2 separate regions of the Sus scrofa genome follow, and region 2 is linked to region 1. Evidence: chromatin contacts called from public Hi-C data. All regions are on one chromosome and are shown on one strand. The core of a region is the stretch at or near the end of the contact, and the rest is flanking DNA. Distances in the headings are between cores, read along the strand shown.

Region 1 (4,407 bases), core at 26-2,525:
AATAAACCTCAAAGTACAAATCTTTGAGATTTTCATAAGTATTGTAATGAAAACACCGTTTGTATAAACATCCAAGAAACTCAGGACCTTGAAAAAAAATTCTCCCATTCTGAAGGGAAAAATTCACCATAAAAGATATTTGTCACTAAGAAGTTATGTCGAAGAACCCATTACATACTGAGGGGGCATTTTGCGTCAGGTCTCCCAGGGCTTGAATCCTGGGGAAGTCTTCAGATGGAACCTTATTTGACAACAGAGGTTTAAGCCAGATTAATTCTAGAGGTCGTCCCAGACTTTCTCCAGGCGACAAGTGGTATCTGAAGATGGAAAATGGATCAGGATGCGGATGATCTAAGTAGTGCACCAGATGACTGGTGCTCCCAAACGGGAGGCTCCTACATGGAAACAGGAAACAACAGGCTGTAGGAACTCAGTCCTTCCCCTGAACCGCTGACTCAGGGGTTCCCATTACACTCATTAGAACCCATTATCCATGCCGCTGAATTTGGAAGAGACAGGTCAAGAATCGCCCTCCAGCCCTGCCCCAGGGAGTCCCCTCCCGGGGTGGCCTCCAGTACGCCCCTCAACGGGAAACTCGTCTCTGCACCTAAAATGCAGCAGGGGAGTCGACTCAAGAGCCCTGGATGCATAGCCACTGTGCAATTACTAACAGCCATTACTCCTGGGCCCTGTGCGTCTGTTCATGATTTGAGAAAATTCTCCAGAAACCAGCCACGGCGGGGGGCGGTGAGAGGGGGCCAGAGGCTCTTCGCGAAGGCGAAGTTCTCTCAGTCCTGGGCGTGGAGGGAGGACATCTTCGGGCTGTTTTAAATCAGCTCCCACTCCCCCAGGCAAATTTGCCACTGCCAACTAATGCCTAAAATAATGTCGAAGTGGGGGGCAGTTTTTAAACTACAGCATCCAAGGACACCTGAGCTAAATGAGAACGCAAGTCAGCTCGAGCCCGGGTCAGTACAGAAATACCTACATAAGCGGGGCGGCACAAAAGGGAAAAACCTTTCCGCGCAGGCGCACGCGGTTCACCGCCCGGCCGCCACGCCCTCTGCCCCGCCCCGCCCCCAGCCCCGCCCGCCGGCCGATCCTCGGTATCTTCCGCCCAGGCAGGCTTCGCCTCAGACTGCGCTGCACCCTCCCCGCCAGGGGCGTCGCTGTACCAGCCTCTGCGCCCCACAGACTCCCTCCGGCGCTCGGGCGGGGGCAGGAGGCGGAGCGGAGGGGTAGGGGCGGGAGTCGCCGCGGTCTAGGGGCGGTGGGTCGCGGTGTCGTCGGCGGTCCCTGAGACATGGCCTCCTCGGTGTTCTGCTGCCTGCGGTGCTGCAGAGATGGCGGGACGGGCCACATCCCTCTGAAAGAGATGCCGGCCGTGCAGCTGGACACGCAACACATGGGTAAGGGCCCTCCCTTCCCGTGACCCAACGGCCCACCCCGAGTCGGGCGGTGCGGGTCGGGGTCAGTCGGGGGTCGCGAGCACCACGCGCGGCCGGGCCCCGCCGGGCCCCGCCCCCTGCCCTCGCCCTGCGACGCTGCCCTCGGCCGGGTCTGGCGGATCTCCTCCAGACACAGGCCGCCTCCACTTCGGCCCGGTTCTGTGTTCAAGGCTACGCAGTGTTGTCTGCCCTCGCCTAGTGGAGATGGTGTGTGGGTGGACCTACCCGTTCTCACCGGAATCTCCTCCGAGCTGTCGCATCCTGAGACTCGGCACAAGTTCCCAGGCGTGGGGAGCGATAGTACTGTGGTGCCCCTCCTACGGTGTCCCACGGGCGAGCTCCAGTCAAATCCAATACATTTTCAGAATGCTTTAGCTGATTTCGGCTCCTTCTGCCCAGGCAGCTTTCTCTTAGCCCATCATTTATCGGTTGTTTTATTGAAAATTATTTTCCTCTCACCTACTAATGTCAAAACAGGGCAAGTTGCAGAAGCTTCAAGTCACAGCTCATGTCAGACCGTGTCACTTCAACTAAAACCTCCCATTGTCTGACTCCTCCTTAGTCACGCTTAGCGGTGTTGTAATTTCATCTGACTGGTCTGTTGCCAACAATTCAGGCTGTTGCAAAAATAAAACAGCACTTTGCTTCTTCTCATGTATGTTTTTCCTTCCAATTTCGCATGAACATATAGCTTCTCTCACATTCTTCCTCTCCCCTCTGTAGCCTCTTTCACAACCTTATTATTGTTTCTGTTCTTAGACTGTCCCATGTAGTTTCATGTTTCTGGAGTATGGTTCTAGAAGGAGAGATTCCCACTAAGTATTTCAGAGTACTATCTTTTTGTGGATTATTCTCTTCTAAATATATATATATGCACTTTCAGTTTTTCCCACATTTCTCTTTGGCTAAAGGACAGTACATTAAAGTAAGAAAGGGATTTCTTAATATTTATAGCAAAACCCTCTCCTGCCTAGATTCTTTATAATTCTAGAGACACTCTTCCCATTATATTTCTATAGCATGAACTAAACCACAAATGTAATTATATACTGCTTTTTATTGGGGTATTTAATTTAATTTTTTTTTTTTTTTTTTGTCTTTTTGTAGGGCCGCACCTGAAGCATATGGAGGTTCCCAGGCTAGGGGTCTAATCAGAGCTGTAGCTGCTGGCCTATGCCTCAGCCACAGCAATGCAGGTTCTGAGCCCCATTTGTGACCTATACCACAGCTCACCGCCATGTGGGATCCTTAACCCACTGAGCAAGGCCAGGGATCAAACCTGAAACCTCATGGTTCCTAGTCAGATTCGTTTCCACTGCCCCACGATGGAAACTCCAGGGGTGTTTAATTTTAATCCTTATGTCTCCTAAATTTAATGCAGCAGCGTAATACATAAATACATGTAAATGTATGTGTATATCTCTTTAAATTATTACTTATTCATCATCGTTTATAGACAGATGTTCAAATCCTATAATTTCCCTGAGAAAATGTTTCCATTCCATTTATTCATTCGCTCAACTGATATTTATTGGATGACTCTCAGATGGCAGGCATTGTTTTAGATGCTGGCAACACGCATAGTTCCTGGAGCTTATGATCAGCTTTAGTTCTTTTCTGTCTCTACTGCCAAAATCCTGAATTACTACAATCTACTCTGTAAAGTATTCCTTTTCTCTGGTCTCTTCTACAAAGAGCTGGTCACTTGTGCTTGTTCCACTATGTTCTCCTTTTCCAAAGCTGCATAGCGTCTTTCAGTAATGTCATTTCCCAGTTTTCTACCTGCGTGGAAACTTTTTCTTATCCTGTCTTCTGGTGAATTCAAATTCTTCAATCACAGAAGCAACCTGATTTTAGAAAATAATAGGAGAGGCTTATCAAGCTAGGAATAGTTTAAAGCATGCATTGATCTTAAGTTGATATATGAGGAGCACACTTAGTGAATATGCATGTGCTTGGATATGTGAAACTTTATTTAGATAACTTAAGGAGTGTAGTTGCCTTTAGATTTAAGAAAATAGTCTGGGAGTTCCCATCGTGGCGCAGTGGTTAACGAATCCGACTAGGAACCATGAGGTTGCGGGTTCGGTCCCTGCCCTTGCTCGGTGGGTTAACGATCCAGCGTTGCCGTGAGCTGTGGTGTAGGTTGCAGACGCGGCTCGGATCCCGCGTTGCTGTGGCTCTGGCGTAGGCCGGTGGCTACAGCTCCGATTCGACCCCTAGCCTGGGAACCTCCATATGCCGCAGGAGCGGCCCAAGAAATAGCAACAACAACAACAACCAAGAGACAAAAGACAAAAAAAAAAAGAAAGAAAGAAAGAAAGAAAATGTCTGTTTTCCAAGTTCATATCCAAACATAGCTTGTCTCTTTCAAAGTTATCACTTACTTTGGTGATGCTGCATCACTTAAAACCATTTGGAATTCCTCTTGAGATTTTCTGGGCACTAGTTTTTGTAAATACCTTCTTTTTCACCATAACCTCAATGTTTAATTGTGAATTGACTTTTTAGAAATGAATATCTTCCAAGGTAGCTGCTTTGAAAGGGATGCCATTAATTTGGGAATGTCTAATGTTTCTTAAAAAATACACTTTGGCTATGTTTATGTATGTCCTGGCTATACTCAAATTCGCCTTGACTTTCTTTTTTTTCCTTTTTTGCTATTTCTTGGTCCGCTCCCACGGCATATGGAGGTTCCCAGGCTAGGGGTTGAATCGGAGCTGTAGCCACCGGCCTATGCCAGAGCCACAGCAACGCTGGACCCGAGCCACGTCTGCAGTCTACACCACAGCTCATGGCTACACTGGATCGTTAACCGACTGAGCAAGGGCAGGGACCAAACCCGCAACCTCGTGGTTCCTAGTCGGATTCATTAACCACTGCGCCATGACGGGAACTCCCGCCTTGACTTTCTAAGCAACACTGACAATTAATAAACCTACACGAAAATCCTAGATCC
Region 2 (4,749 bases), core at 1,286-3,785, 400 kb after region 1:
GCTGTAGCCACCAGCCTTCACCAGAGCCACAACAATGCCAGATCCGAGTCACGTCTGTGACCTACACCACAGCTCACCGCAGTGCCAGATCCTTAACCCACTGAGCAAGACCAGGAATCGACCCGCAACCTCAAGGTTCCTAGTCGGATTCATTAACCACTGAGCCACAATGGGAACTCTCGCGAGTGAGTTCTGACAACAGTGTGGAAAGTGGCCTGCCTGCCCTGCCCCCACTGTCCTCTACCTGGTCCATCCTGGTCATCTCATCTCCCTGCTTCTGCTTTCCTCGTCACGGCTCCACTTCACTCTTCGTGCCAGTGATCTCTCTAAAATGTACATTGGCTCACATTTCCTTCCTGCTAAAGACTCTTCTCTATCCCCTGAAGAATAGAAGCCAAGCTCTCTAGTAGTACGGCTCATTCATTCTTTTAACAAATACTTAATGAGAATCCACTATGTATTGTTTTAGACACCAGAAATAAAGCAGGGAATAGATGTGAATTTTTTTTTTTTTTTTTTTTTTTTTTGCCTTTTCTAGGGCTGCTCCCGTGGCATATGGAGTTTCCCAGGCTAGGGATCTAATGGGAGCTGTAGCCACCAGCCTACGCCAGAGCCGCAGCAACACAGGATCCGAGCTGCATCTGCAACCTACACCACAGCTCACGGCAACACCGGATCCTTAACCCACTGAGCAAGGCCAGGGATGGAACCCACAACTTCATGGTTCCTAGTCGGATTCATTAACCACTGAGCCATGACGGGAACTCCTAGATGTGAATTTCAACTCTCATAGAACTTACATTTTTGTAGTAGAGACAAACATCAAACAAGTATTATTTTTCAGGCCAGGGTTAAGTGTTACGAAGAAAAACAGAGCAGGGGAAGGAAGGGTAGAGATTAATGACGGTAGGGGAAGGGCTGTTCTAACAGCATGGGCAGGCAAGGGTGTGAAGGTACATTTGTGCAGAAACTTGAATATGGTGGGAAGGCGAGAAATGGGCTGCAAAGAGAAAGACTGAGACTAGTGCACTAGATGGGAGGCAAGGAGGAAAGAGAGGCACAGAGGGTGGCACTAGGGTTTTAGCCTGAGCAACTGGGCAAACAGGATGGGGAAGACTGGTGGTGGCTGAGCAGGTTTGGAGTAAGTGGGTGTGTGTAGGCAAATGGGAGTTTACTTTGGGATATAACCAATTCGAGGTCATTCCAGGCATTGATGAAGCTGGTTATGAGTCTGGAGTTTGGGGAAAAAGTCAGGACAGAAACTCATCCTCAGTAACTCATCTTGCATTCTGTATACACACTAGCTAAATGAAATAGCCAAGTGCCTGGCTGGTGTCTTCACTTGTTTGGACTGCCTTTTCAACCTTTCTACCTCTGACTGGACTGGGCATATCGAAGTGCCCAGGCCAGGGATGGAATGAGAGCTGTAGCTGCCAGCCTGCATACACTACAGCCACAGCAACTCTGGATCCAAGCAAGCCACGTCTGATACCTACACCACAGCTCACAGCAACGTCGCATCCTTAATCCACTGAGGGAGTTCAGGGATCGAACCCTCGTCCTCATGGATACTAGCTGGGTTCCTCAACCGCTGAGCCACAATGGGAACTCCAACCTCGGGTTGACTCTTGCCCTTTAAAACTGATAGGGCTTTCTTTGAACTGAGGAATAGGCTGAGTTGGAGGAGCATCTCATCTGTGTCTCTGTGGTTCTTAGCAGGTCACACATGAGTAGCCTATTAGATTCTTCAGCGCTGAGCGAGCCTAACTCATCTCTGCAGCCCGCCACGTGGCCCTGAGCCTGCAAGTGGTAGGAGCTCTCCAGCTGTTGTTGAAGCGCAGAGAGGAGCCCACTCAGATTTGCCTCACTTAAGGAGAGGGCCACAGAGGACCTGAACTACTGAGTGGGTATAAGGGAGTGATTCCATAACGTCACATTTTCAGTGCGAACTTTCCAAACTGCTTCCTGAGTCCCAGCGGACCCCTTCTCTTCTAGAGGGGGCCACGACCAGGCTACCTCGGCCAGGGCATCGCTCCGGCCGCACTGTTTGAGGGGTGGGTGGAGCCGCGTTGGGAGAGTAAACCCACAGGCGTTTCCTTTCGTTTCCCAGCTTTCGTTTCGCTTCGGTTTCGGTTTGGTCCCAGCGCGGCAGGGCTGTGGCTGTGGGCTGTCCTATCAGCGGTGGTCGAGCTGAACCGAAAGCAAACACTCCTCCCTAGAAGCCGCAGGGTACGGTCTGGGCGCAGAGCAGGGCGGTGGACGCCCAAAGCCGAGCCGCTGCGGAGCTAAGAGCTGCGCGCCGCGTCGCGAGGCGGGTCGGGGGCCCCCAAGTGGCAGCGACTAGAGGGCGGCCCTGGGCCCGGACTGTCGCAGCGGGACACCGCCCGCCCCTCCCGTCCCGCTTGGTACTCACCAGTCGGGAGCGGGACCCCGTCCTCGGCCGCGCACCGGCCGGCCCGGGCCGCCTTGGGATCGGAGGGCCAAGCCGCGTCCATGGCTGCGCCCTGCGCCCGCGCCGACGGAAGTTCCTTTTGGTGAGATTCGAAATTCGTGCTGATTTATTTCCGCTGCCCGGGGAAAGTCCCGCAGGAAGCGACGCAAAGGGTTTGCTGGTAGGGTTTTCAAACGGGAACTCGCAACTTCTCCAGATCCGAGTCTGAACTCGATTTTTTTGTTTTTAAAGCACGCTTGGCGCTCCCCACCCTGCCCCCACTTTCCGAATGGTTGGAGGAGAGGTGGTGGAAGCCTTTGGACTCAGCTGGAGAAATGACTGCTTTTCTGAGGGTCTACCCATTCTTTTCTTATTTTTTTAGGGCCACACCGATGGCTTAGGGAAATTCCCAGCCTAGGGGTAGAATCAGAGCTGCAGCTGCCGGCCTACGCCGCAGCCAGAGCGATGCCCACCCTTAACCCACTAAGTGAGGCCAGGGATCCAGCCTCATCCTCAGGGATACTAGTCGGGTTCATCACCACTGAGCCAGGACAGGAACTCCCAGTTTACCCATTATTTTCTACAAATGTATCACACCAAGTTTGGCCTAAGTAGGCCTAGCATAAAGTGGACGCAGAATTAACTGAGCACGATTCCATTTGCCAGTTGCAAGTCTTTATTTTAGCACCCATGGGGTACACAGCACCATACAAGACGAGGTTTTCGGTGCATGGAACAAATACACATGTAGAGAACATGAACGCATATAATTAAATTACAGCTCAAAAGTAAGTTGTTCTGTAAAAGAAGCATATAATGGTGGTTTGCTGAGTAACTAATGAAAGGAAAAACTCCTGGAGGTCTTGCTTTTTGAGCAGGTTTTAAGAAGAGGAAATGAGGCAAATTGGGGTCAGAAAAGAGAAACAATATTAAAAAGGATAACTTGGAATAGTCTTGACAAACATAGAAATGAATTACAGAAGCAAGAGTGTGGAGCTGTGAAACAGGGAAAAAAAAGCAGGCTCTGGCAGCAACTTTTTTTTTTTTTTTTTGCTTTCAAGCCAGCAGGTGGAAGCATACTCCTTGCCAGGTTAAAAAAAAAAAGCCCTAAAGAGACTGAATTGGAGATTAAATAGCCCAGCTAGGTCATAGCAAAGCAGCTGAAGAGCCCCTTCCCCCACTCTCAGTTTATAATCTCAGCTTTTCCGTGTTCCACTGTTAAGTGTGAGCTGACTGCCAAGATCACTAACTGAGGAAAGCCTAAAACATGAAGTACAAAAACCAAAGGAAACATACAGGGAAAACAAAGAAACAAACCTTGGAGGTCACAGAAATACAGATATGAACGCCTGTATGTGTGTGTTACATGATAAAGCATTTTCAAAGAGATAAGATACTACAACCATGAACCAAAAATAAGACACTACTAAAGAAAAAATATTCAGAAAAGAGCTCTAGAAATTAAAAAAATGCGACCCAGCCCCCTCCCCCCAAAAAATCCAATAAAATACGCCCACCACAATAGACAAACTGGAAGATTAAGTTGAGTATATCTCCCAGAAAGCAAAGCAAGAAGAAAAAGCTGGAAATTAAAAGAAAAAATTTAGAGAACCAATCCTGGAGTTCTAACATTGGGATAATAGGAATTCCAGAAAGAGAGAACAGATAATGAATCATTAAAGAAATAGTTCAAGAAAATTTCTCGGCAGAGTTCCCTTCGTGGCTCAGAGGTTAATGAACCCCACCAAAATCCACAAGGATTCAGGTTTGATCAGTGGGTTAAGGATCTTGTGTTGCCATGAGCTGTGGTATAGGCCAGCAGCTGTAGCTCCCATTTGACCCCTAGCCTGGCAACTTTCATGTGCTGCGGGTATGGCCCTAAAAAAAGAAAAGAAAAAAGAAAGAAAATTTATCTGAACTGAAGAACAAACTTTTCAGATTGAAAGATTGCACCAAGCACCTGGTACAAGGGATGAAAATGGACCCTTACTGGGAACAGAACACTGGGACAAAGAGAAGGCTGTAAATGTGAAGAGAAGTAAAAACTGGTCACATATACAAAAGATTAAGGAAAAGAATATCATCTTACTTCCAATAGTCACCCTAAAAGCCAGAGGTGAGAACATTTTCAGACTTCATAGCAGCAACACTGGAATCTAGCAAATGAGTTCAAAATTGGGCATGGAAGCTACTCAAGAATTCTATGCCAAAACAGCAGTCAAGTGTTAAGGGTAGAATAACATGTTCGAACATACAAGGTCTCAGAATATTTACCTTTCATTTTTCCTTTTCCAAAGCTACGGGAGGATGTGCTTCAC

What was found. A called contact is a pair of places that touch in the nucleus more often than the background predicts.
Region 2: a contact with region 1 is called in a Hi-C map of heart right ventricle, with 4 times the contacts expected there. The contact joins the promoter of PHF11 here to the promoter of SPRYD7 in region 1. A contact is called at or near these places in 2 of 47 Hi-C or Micro-C datasets (heart right ventricle and skeletal muscle).

What each region holds. Positions count from the first base shown.
Region 1 is chr11:17,847,736-17,852,142 of Sscrofa11.1, forward strand. It overlaps SPRYD7 (SPRY domain containing 7), which reads left to right and starts at 1,276. Exons shown (of 5, transcript NM_001243529.1): 1 at 1,276-1,409. The coding sequence starts at 1,304. It overlaps TRIM13 (E3 ubiquitin-protein ligase TRIM13), which reads right to left and starts at 2,270. Exons shown (of 4, transcript XR_002336667.1): 1 at 1,674-2,270.
Region 2 is chr11:18,249,436-18,254,184 of Sscrofa11.1, forward strand. PHF11 (PHD finger protein 11) reads right to left here and starts at 2,536. Exons shown (of 10, transcript NM_001244327.1): 1 at 2,414-2,536. The coding sequence starts at 2,495. SETDB2 (histone-lysine N-methyltransferase SETDB2) reads right to left here. Exons shown (of 14, transcript XM_013980508.2): 14 at 3,090-4,749.